Regions from separate parts of the Hordeum vulgare genome. Here region 1 is linked to region 2. Evidence: chromatin contacts called from public Hi-C data. All regions are on one chromosome and are shown on one strand. Each heading gives the region's core, a stretch centred on a gene start, on an enhancer-like site or on the middle of the called end of the contact. The rest is flanking DNA. Distances are from core to core; before and after follow the strand shown.

Region 1 (5,551 bases), core at 1,138-3,637, 260 kb after region 2:
TCAATGATTCGTGTATACATTCCGAATAGAAAAACCGGAGCTATCGAACTGCACTCCACTCTAGTCTAGTCTACTCTTTTCGACTGAATTTACTCGTGTGCATGTACGTACGTACGTACGTACAGATGTATGCCGTTGCGTGTTGGAGCATATAAAAACAGAGCGGGCTAGTCGTACTACGTAGCATCATCATCATCATCTTGTTTCCATCCATGCCGTGTCCTGCCTAGGTAACAGAAAAGTAAAGGAAATGAGGAGAAAAGGTGTGACTTTGGGTATGGTAGCCTACATGGATTCCACCTCCCAAAGCCCGACGCCAGCGGCCACAGGGAAGCCTCCAGCTTGTCCCGTGCCTCGAGAGCCAAACCAAAGCCTACACGACGAAGCTCAGCTCACGGCGCGGCCACCGATTCCCCCCTACTCATCTGATAAGCTACGAGCGGCACGTAGGAGCCCGTGCTTCCACTCTACCCCCCCCACAGCATCCATCCAAAACACCAAAACACAAGGCGACACAAGCAACGCCTACTACACTATACACCGGTGGTAGGAAATTAGTTCGAAGCGGCATCCAGGGTTTTCGCCTTGCTACTGATTTGATTAACTTAGGAGGGGCTAATTGATTTTTAAAGTTAAAAGAGAGAGAAAAGATTAAGAAAACAAGGCTAGAGTTCTGTTCTGGAGTAGTAGAATCTCTCGTCCGCTCTTCCCTAGTAGAGTACGTACATCTGACAAGACGACACCCAAACGGCCGCAAAAAGAAAGCAAAACGCCAGGAAAACGCATCCTCATTTATCATCACCGTCGTCCACTCCGCTACGCCTGGTCCACCGGCCGCGCCGTGGAGCCACCGGTGCTACTGGTACATGTTCGACGTTGCCCGTTGGGGCGGGTCACTGCTGTGGCGCGGCGGCGCCGGCAGCGCCGACGAGCCAGCGGTCCATGGGCACGCACTGGGCCTTGTGGGCGCGCTTCCAGTCTAGGGCCTGGCACGCGCGGGAGCAGTAGTTGGCCGCGCCGCACACGGAGCAGCGCCGGAACTCGTGCCGCCGCGTCTCCTTGCGCCCGCACCGCATGTGCGAGCACAGCCGGAGCTCGCCCTCCCCGCCGTCGCCGCCGGTGGCCGCCGCGTCGGGCTTCTTCGCGCATGCCTGCACGCCGCGCGCCGCCCACCAGTCCGACATGAACTGGTTCGCCGTGTGGGGTTCTGCCTCCGGCAGGCTCCACCCGAAGTCCGAGAGGAGAGGGCTGGTGCTGACGCCGCCGCCGCCTGCGACGGCGCCGATGGGGAGGGAGGCGAAGGGGTAGGCCGCGCTGGCCGCCGCGGCGGCGAGCGCGAGGGAGAGCTCGCGGGCGTTGGCGGCGACGAGGAGGCGGCGGCCCTCGGCCGGGTCGCGGCGCACGCCGTAGCCGTCCTGGAGGCAGTGCCCGAGCTCGCGGAGCGCGTCGACGTGGCCCAGCGCGGCGGAGCGCGCGCAGAGCGCCGCCCCGGCGCGCAGGTCGCGGTCAGACTTGGCGCCACCGCTCCCGTTAAACTGGATGACGGCCAGCGAGTAGAGCGCCGCCGGGTGCCCGCCGACCGCCGCCTTCGCGAGCAAGGCCGCGCCGCCGCTCCGGCTGCCAAGGCAATAGAACCGGATCTGCAAAAACGCACGACGTTCGTCAGCACTCCATCCCTGAAACTCCGGCCATGCATGCATGCACGGATGCCAAGACAAACGATCAAGTCAACTGGATTTGGTCATCGACTCCTACCATGCCGAGAATGTAGCAGGCCTCGAGGTTGCCGGCGTCGGCGCAGCGCTTCAGAAACCGCTGCACGGGCTCCGACCACGCCGCCGCCTTGACGGCGAGCGACGCCGGCGAGGCCTTGGCGAACACCATGTCCTGCTGCCCGAGGCCGTTGAGCCGCTTGCACCTGAAACGCCAGAGGCACGCACAAACACGTTCAGCCAACCATCCATACATGCTCCTACAAAGCGGCAGGAGTTGAAGCAGTTGAACCAAACAGGGAGGCGCGCGGGGGCGTACGTTAGGTGGACGGAGAGCAGGTCGGAGGGGGAGCTCGCGGACGCGGCGAGCTTGGAGAAGATTGACAGCACGAGGTCGTCAGGGATGCCATCCAAATAGTCGGGACCCCCGGCCAGGCGCTTCCGGCATCCATCGTCGGCCGCGGCGGAGGGGGACCGCTTCCTCTTCTGGCCGGCGACGGGGGCCGCCGGATCGCAGGGATAGAGAGAGCCGCTCCTGGTCCTCATGTTGTGTCTCGCCGGACGAGCCGTGGCGGCGGACCGTTCTTCTCCGGGGGAGGGGAGGAGGGGAGCGGTGGAGTGGAGAGATGAGAGATGAGATGAGATGAGATGTTTCGGAAAAGGGATAGCGGGAGGCGCCCCCTTTTATACACGCAGCCCAGACCGTACCGTGCCGTCGTGGGTGACCCGGGCCCGGCTGTCAGCCGAGTCCCGGTTTCATCCGCCCCGCCCCGCGCCCTTTAACTTTCTATCTGCTGCCAGTGAGTGGTAGAGTAGGAGTATAGTCGTCTTGATAGCGTGCGGCATGAATGCAACGCCTGCGTGGAGGGCATCAATGCCTGGCCTGGGCTGTGCTGGGCTCTATCTTTGGACGAAAATGAATGCAAAAGGCCAGCTTCGCTGCCTGCGAGAAATACGGGCATTATTGCTCGCTCATTCACGTCGCCAGGGCCGTTTCCAAGGCTACTCCTCGTCAATTGCGTGTGAATTTCAGTAAAAAAAAATTACTTATTTTGGAGGTCAAACGGTGCCGTTACCGGGAGTCCATGATACCAGTACCGTACGCGTTCGGCTTCGAGGACGACGGTAGAGTACGGGGAATGGGTGGAGTGCTGGACGGGGCCAGGCGCGCGTTTATTGCGAGCGAGCGAGCGATCGGGCTCGGGGCTGAACGGAAACGTGAAGGCGCGGGCCGCTGTGGCGCTGTGCATGCGGCGGCGTTTCTTTCTTTCTTCCGAGCTCAGCTCACGACATAAACGCTTTCGGTCCGGCCGTGGACTGCCGAGCCCCATTCCAAGTGGCGGCACGCACGTAGTAGAGTGTAGCGATGAACGAGTAGCCTCGTCTCGTGCGTGCGTGCGTGCAGTTTGGACGGCTTGGTGCGACGGGGGCGGTTTGGACGCTACCCTTTGTCTCCTTTGCTGATGCACCATCGGTTCCAACCTCGACCCGATCTCTCCCTCCCCCCCTCCCTTGCTTTCCTTCCGGACGCAACGCTTTCCTTCTTGTTGGTGGTGTACGACAAGTTTATTTTTAGCCGGTCGAAAAGCGTTCCATACGGGAGGAGAGTCGAAGAACTAGGAGATGTTTTTCGTGTTCGGCTGGGAACCGTAAGCGATAGTTTGTCACGCGGGGCGGCACGTGGTATGATAACCTCAAGGAAAATAAGGAGGGACGCAAGAAAAATATGGAGGGAAGCGAGCTCGTCGGTTGGGCGACAGGGCGCACGCATCGTGGACAGGACAAGGAATCCGGGGCGCCATCCCGCGCTCGGCATCTTCGGGGCGGTGACGGCGAGCCGGGCTGGTGGGCGGCCAAGGACGCATTGACTGGCACTCGCACTGGCACTGGCAGGTCACCACCACCACCTCCGTGACCTCGTCGTCTGGGCCGGCCGGCCGGGCGCCCGTCCGCGTCGCGTCGCCCTCGGCCGGCGGAGGCGGAGGCGGATGCGTTGTTGTTGAGTGTGCTGATGGATGGCCGGTCCTCGGGCCTCGGGGAGGAGGTGACGATTCGGCGCGCGGCGCCATGCGGGCGTGGTGACCGTGCGCGCGGCGATCTCCTCCATGTGTCGCGCCTCGGGTTCCCCCCGCAGCTGCGTGCCGCTCTTTGACCGCGACGCCAGCCCGGCCTTTCTTTATTGCCGCCTCCGTCGCCATGTCCGTCCTCTCCTCCCCTCCCCTCCCCCTTTCTTTATTCGCGCCTGGGTCGGAGCACGTACTACTACTCTTTACGCCGCGCAGTTCATCTGCATCTGCCCGAGCGGCAGAGGCAGGGGTAGGAGAGCGCCACGGCCGTCTGAATTCCGGGAGAAAAGACGATTGATTCCGATGCGTCGCACGGGCCCGGCCCGAGGACCCCCATTGCTCTATCTTTTCTCTTTTCCTTCGTCTTTCCCTCCTTTCTTCCTGAAATGCGATGCATGTGTCGCCAGCGAGAGTTTTGGGAAAGGGGCGGATGCAGTTCGCGGGGAAGGCGCCAAGGCGCTTCACGTGGAGCTCCAGGGGGAGATTCTTGCATGCGTGTGATGATTCAACGTCTGCTGGTGAAAGCGCATTCGACGGTGGGATTTCTGGATCGCGGTGGAGTGGACGGTGCCGTGTCGAGTTCTTGAGCTGTGTACGTAGATTGTACCTGCTTGCTGTGCACAACTGTTGTCCTCCGATTAGCTTGCTGGTGAACGAAATGGTGTGAGGTGAAGCGATTGGCGCGGTTGCGTGAGGGGAGCTTACATGATAACTGTGTAATGGTCCAGGAAGTACATACAATGGTCCCGAGTGGGTTAACGCATTTTCGAGATATCAAATATTCCTATGCTTCAATCTTTCGAGGAAACCAGACCTCTGTCTACAATATGCAGAAGGTATTGGGGGAGCTTCCTTGACCAACTTTGCTTTGATCACAGAGTGTTTGTTTTCCTAGAGCAAACACTCTTCGAGAAGACAAGAAGTTATTGCATGCCACTGCTGATCACATCAAACCCCACAAAAAAATAATATCATAACACGATTAGGATTTGAAGCATAACCTTCACCGATTCAATTGAACTTTGGAGACTGTCGGACGCGAAATGCATTGAGACATCCTTTAAAGCAAATACAATAGAACTGAACCAAACGTCTATAAAATATAAAATAATAAAGTATATTTTTGTTTAGTTGGAAGAAAAGAGAAGAGCGGAGAAAAGGTAAGCGGGCTCTTCAGAACCGGCTCTAGCACGTCTTTCTAGGCACTTTATAAGAGTGAAAGGTCCATCATATAATAAAAAAAGTAGTATAATATTTTAATCAACTATTATACATGTTGGTTATGAGATGAGGCTATACATGATATGATAATTACTTATTGTCAGTAGCTGACTATAGTATTAACCATGCTCTTAGAGATCCACCATGAGAGATAGGCTTTAGCTCTAGAGATGTCGGTCGTGCATGGACGGTCGCTCTGTTTTTGTGCCCCAACGATTTTAATTTTTTTTCTTTGATCCTCGGCTTCACCCCAACTTGCATTTCCCAATGATTTCTGCTAATGATCATTCAAGGCCAAAGATTGTTGGATCTTTCAAAACAGAATTGTACATTCCATTGCAAGTGTGAGAGCTTGTAAGATCAACCGAGCTTCTAAGATCAACAGATTTGCAAAGTTGTATTTTTTTATGAAAAAAAGGTGTGTAACAGTTGTATTTTTATGATGGTTACTAGTTAGCATGCACGTGCAACGCACGTCTAAAATAACAAACGATATGTCAAACATCAGAAATCCTAACAAAGTATATGATAAATTTATTGAAAGTTTCAAAT
Region 2 (5,385 bases), core at 532-3,031:
GCCTCTTCTCCGCGTCCAGCTTCAGGATGATCTCCTTCATGTTGTCCTCCCTCGTGCACGTGATGATGCTCATCTGCTTCTCCCCCGAGCTCTGCCGCGCGCTCGCGATGAACTCCCTCGCCGTCAGCGTCCTGCATCCATCCATCCATGCATGCGTCCACCGTTTGTTTGTTCCCGATTACATGTCTGGTCCACAACAAGTTACACAGCGAGTGAAATCTGTGTGTATCACCTGTAGTCTTTGTTGGACTCCGAGTCCGAGGCCGTGAGGAGGTGCTTGACGTCCTTGATCATGATGCTGCCGACGGGCTTGCCGGCGCCGTCCACCACGGGGATGCCGCCCACGCCGCGTCTCCTCATCTGCCGGAAGGCCTTGAGCGCCGGCTCGTCCTCGCGGACCTTCACCAGCCGGCTCGTCTTCATGATGGGGAGGCCCAGCTCGGCCAGCGTCTTGGTGCCCCAGTCCTCGAACCAGCTCAGCCCCACGCACTCGGACAGCATGTGCACCACCGCCGCCTGCGTCACGATGTTGCTGATGGTGCCCTCGCCGATGTCCACCACGGGGAGGCTCTTCATCCGGTACTTGGACAGCAGCAGCAGCATGGTGAGGAACGTGTCCGAGCTCTGCAGCGCCAGGAACGGCGCCCACCGGAACGACCCGGAGATGTCCTTCACCTTGGTCTTCATGAACAGCTCCGACGACGGCAGCGACCCGAACGCCTCCGCCACCGCGCCCTCCGCCTCCGACGCCGCGGCCGGCTTCAGCTCCCTCGCGCCGCCGCTTCCCGCGTCGAGGGTCACCGTGCCGAGCTTGGCGGCCAGCTCGTCGGCGCCGAGCGCCGCGGCCGAGGCCGAGGCCTCCGACTGGTGCAGCAGCCAGACGGCGATCCCGGCGAACTCCACGATGCCGATGTAGCGGTCGATCCAGCTGGCGTCCTCGGGCGCCTCCACGTTGCGCACGGGCGCCCCGTTGATGCGGTTCCGGGAGAGGATGTCGACGGCCTCGGCCAGCGTGGCGTCGGAGGGGATGTCCACCAGCTGCGACCCGAAGGTCTGCGGGAAGGACGACACCGGGATGGCGTCGAAGCAGCTGTTGAGCTTGTCGCCACGGCTCAGCTGCGGCTGGTCAAGGCTGTCCCAGATGTCCTCCACCCGCATCCCGATCTCCGCCTCCGGGCTCCACCGCGCGCTCAGCGGCGTCTCCGGCACCGCCACCGCCGCATCCTCCTCCTCCTCCTCCCGCCGCTCCGGCTTCGTCCGGATCTCCCGCCTCGCCTGCATGGCTAGCTATGCTCCCCCCTCCCCTCTCTCCCTTGTCTGTCGGAAGCCTCTGCTCTACTCTCGTCTTCTTGGCTCCCTCGTGCACGACCACGACTGACCTTGCGTTGCGTTGCTTGGTCGCTGCTTCGGCCCGACAATGGTGCCGCGGGCGAGCTGCCCGAAGGTTTCGCGCCAGAACGACAGGGGGCGCTGACAAGTGGTCCGCCGCCCGGCACTGCAGCTGAGCTCTGAGACATGCACCAAAATTCCAGCAAAAGAAAACAACGGAGCTCCTCTGGACGAAAACGGGCCCAAATTTCTAGTGCACCTTGGAACGGGCCCGGCACGAACTGCCGAGATGGGCCGGGCCGCGTGGTACGCTTTTCTATCTCCTTCCGCAAGTCATGCCGGGGACCCACTGCGGACGCGCTGTTCCGCTGGCAGGTGGGGACGAAGTTCAAAGGGCCCACCTGGCAGCGTCCTAGAAAAGCGGCTCGATCCCCTCCGCCCCTCCCCTATACAACACCAACAACTAGTTCCCCACCTCCGTCGACACCTCCCCCAAATCGAAGCGAGGCCTAAAACCCTAGAGAAGCCCCCGGCACCGCCCCGCCTCGCCGCCGCACCGGATCTCGCCGCCGTCGCCGTAGCCGTCGCCATGGACATGGCAGCGATGAACGACCCGGAGAGGCTCTTCTTCTTCGACCTCGCCTGCAAGACCGCCAAGGCCACCTACGACGAGAACCCGCTCGACGCCGACGTAACGCCTCCTCCTGCCCCCTCCTCCTGCTCCGCTCCGTCGGTTTGTTCCGAGGGGAACGCGACTGCGGCCCCGTCTGATTTGATCTGATCTGATGCTTTTTTTTTTGTGCGTCCGCAGAACCTGACGCGATGGGGCGGCGCTCTGCTGGAGCTGTCGCAGATGCATAACGGCCCGGAGAGCCTCAAGTGCCTCGAAGGTACGCCGCGAGATTCGTGTGTATTCTTCGGTGAATTTGGATTGCTTCCGTGTGGAGATTCGGTGGCTACGATTGCTTCCCTCTAGAGAAGTTCGAACTTGGAGCAGATCCTACATAACAGTCGGGCCTTGGCCTTTAGTCTGGTTTGCTAGCATTGTTATAAATGTTATTGTGTTTAACGTAGTTGCGCTTTTATGCGCACTAGTTTTTATTTATGTCATGATAAGTTAATCTGATTTGTTAGAAAATAGGAGATCATTATGGATGGTAGTGTGCTGAACACTGCAGTATTGGGTTGGTACAGTATTCTCAACCACAGAAAAACATTAATACAGTTTGTAGTGCTAGTGAACAACTGAACATATATGGATTAGGCGTTTGGGGTGTGTTAACAGCTTGTTTTACCTGTAGTTGCATTTGTTTTATGATGGTATTTATGCTGCCAAGCACATTGACCTTCCAAAATTATTTGGCACAGATTGATTGTAAAACTTCAGTTTGGTTGTTTTCATGTACTGTTTGCTTGCTTTATTTTGTTATATATCATAGCGCCATGTTCTGAGTTCATTCTGAAAGTAGGATTTCGGGCATGCCTGTTTAGTTGGAGCGATAATAGGCACTGATATTTTGGAGTTCACATATAATCACGCAGCTTGTGCGCGAGTGAGCGTTTTATGGTCACCAGTTTTTATTTAAGTTAGTATACTTGAGAAATAGGTTACTCTCATTTGTGAGAAAATAGGAGATCATTATGGATGGTGTGCTGAACACTGCTGTATTGGGTTTGTTGGTACGATGTTACCAACCACAGAACAGACATTGAGACTGTTAGTAGTTCTAGTGAACATATGTGCATTAGGTGTCTGGAGTGTCTTCACAGCTTGTTTAACCTTCTTTAAGATGAGTGCTTGTAGCATCCTTGATTGTGTGTGATTTTGTTCCCAGCATGTACGGAACCTTCAGTTGCATTGTTGTGTGATTGAATGGAATGTGTGGTGTTCTTTGTAACATATATATGGAGCCTGTAGTTGCATTCGTTATGTGCGTTGATCAGATTGATGGTGATGGTGGTGTTTGTATATTTAGAATAACAGGCAGATTTATGGGATCTCGTCCAAGTTATTTTATCGTTAGAAACAGCTTTACTGTTGTACTGTTTTCTTTTTGGAGTTGTCTTTCCTGTGTTAGTAAAAAATAAGTGTGCTTAGGCCTGCACTGAAATGTGCCTGGTGCTAGGCGATAGCAGAACGCCTAGCTCTTAATCATGCTAAGCATGTGATTAGGTGAGGTAGGGTCTAGGCAGTGGCAAAATCCACTAGTAGCGCCTAGCGTTTTTTCCTTGGTGTTCAACGAAGCAACACTTTGATCTATGAACACTTTCTGAGGTGGTTTGCTGGAGACATATGCATTAGATTCATTTCAAGAATTCACCACATGTCAGATATTAGAGCAGTTACTGGATTCAAATTTACCTATGCATTAGATTCATTTCAAGAATACACCACATGGCAGATATTAGAGCAGTTACTGTATTCAAATTTATACTGCATTGCAACACCAGGCTCGGCCTATGCTGCCAAACACAATGACCTTCCAAAATAATTCGGCAGAGATTAATTATATAACTTCAGTTTGATTGTTTTCATGTACTATTTGCGTGCATTATTTTGTTATCAACAGCGCCGTGTTCTAGATTCATCCTGAAAGTAGGATTACATGCATGCTTGTTTAGTTGGAGGGATAATAGATACTAATATTTTGGAGTTCGCATACTATCATATAGCTTGTGCGTGATTGAGTGTTTTGTGTTCATTAACTAAACTAACTGTGCTCCTTCTATGTACTCCCTCCGTCCCAAAATAAGTGACTCAAAAATGACTCAACTTTGCACTAACTTAGTGCAAAGTTGAGTCATTTTTGAGTCACTTATTTTGGGACGGAGGGAGTATTAAGTTTATGATTGGGGTCAAAAGTGGGGTATTTTGGCTGATCTGGTTTTATTTCTTATAGATGCGGAGTCTAAGCTGGATGAAGCACTGAGAATTGATCCCAACAAGGCTGATGCACTCTGGTGCTTGGGGAATGCCCTGACCTCTCGTGGATTCTTCACTTCGGAAACTGTCCAGGCTAATGAATGCTTTGAAAAAGCAACTGGTTGTTTCCAGAGGGCTGTTGATGTGGTATGTTTAGTCTGCTTGAGTACTTTGCGTGTTCCATGCTAGAGACTGATCCATGGGCCTGAGATCATATGTTTTAAGTGCAATATGCACTCAGCTCCACACACAAGCCTCTGGAACGGTTTCTTCTAATAAGTTTCAATAAGCATATTCAGCTGGAGATTGATATATGTCCATGTTTCTTGTAGGAACCAGCAAATGAGTTGTACAGGAAGTCATTGGATTTGTCATCAAAGGTTTGTTCTATTATTATGTTTGGCTATATCTTTGCTCAGTCTTTATGATACCATTATACCATGTCATTCAACTATTCGAGTTGTTTTGATGCAAGTTTTTTAATCATCTCTAGATTCCTTTTTTTATTTGATGCTGCCTAACATAGTAACATAATTTAATAGCTGACAGCACCCCATGCCTATGATAGAGAACTTCTAATAGGTCTCACTCAGATTGGCTCACTAGCAACACAAGAGCTTCTAAGCTAAATGGGAATTTGAATCCCCTAACCACCCTGTATCTGTAGTATCTTTGTATCTAAATTAACTCTGAACTTTTTATTGGTAGCATATTTGAGTATGCCTGCATGTCATTTTGTATTGCCTTTCTGTAACATTTGCGTGCAATCATCCTCAGGCACCTGAACTGCATTTGGAGATCCATAGGCAAATCGCATCTCAAGCCTCACAAGGAGCACCCTCGTCCTCAAATGCAAGGGTATTTTGTGTAGCATTGCTTTGTTTATCTCTTTATTGCTTATTAATTAAATTTTCTGCCCTTGAGATATGTAAGAGTCCCTTTGTCTTTTACTATACATATTTTTGGTTCTGTTCATCTCATTTCCTGCCAAAGCACCCAGAAATTTGCATTTGAATTGCTCATACATGTGGATCTTTAGACATCCTTCTCTTATTGTTCTAGTCAATCCAATGTGTAGTCTTAACAAGAGTGAACATAAATTGTTTCAGTAAACCGGCAGTGGATGACTCAAT

What was found. Hi-C and Micro-C count contacts between places; a contact is called where the count stands out from the background.
Region 1: a contact with region 2 is called in a Hi-C map of leaf, with 4 times the contacts expected there. The contact joins the promoter of LOC123445246 here to the promoter of LOC123445245 in region 2. A contact is called at or near these places in 5 of 6 Hi-C or Micro-C datasets (leaf and seedling) and 1 of 1 datasets of contacts at active chromatin or transcription factors (embryo).

Annotation. Positions count from the first base shown.
Region 1 is chr3H:574,760,273-574,765,823 of MorexV3_pseudomolecules_assembly, forward strand. It overlaps LOC123445246 (F-box protein At1g67340-like), which reads right to left and starts at 2,388. Exons shown (of 3, transcript XM_045122209.1): 1 at 2,032-2,388; 2 at 1,756-1,918; 3 at 578-1,640. The coding sequence starts at 2,258. The coding sequence ends at 894.
Region 2 is chr3H:574,502,357-574,507,741 of MorexV3_pseudomolecules_assembly, forward strand. LOC123445245 (probable mitochondrial import receptor subunit TOM20) reads left to right here and starts at 1,782. Exons shown (of 6, transcript XM_045122208.1): 1 at 1,782-2,020; 2 at 2,141-2,219; 3 at 4,230-4,399; 4 at 4,585-4,632; 5 at 5,030-5,110. The coding sequence starts at 1,919. LOC123445244 (SNF1-related protein kinase regulatory subunit gamma-1-like) reads right to left here and starts at 1,566. Exons shown (of 2, transcript XM_045122207.1): 1 at 233-1,566; 2 at 1-131. The coding sequence starts at 1,281.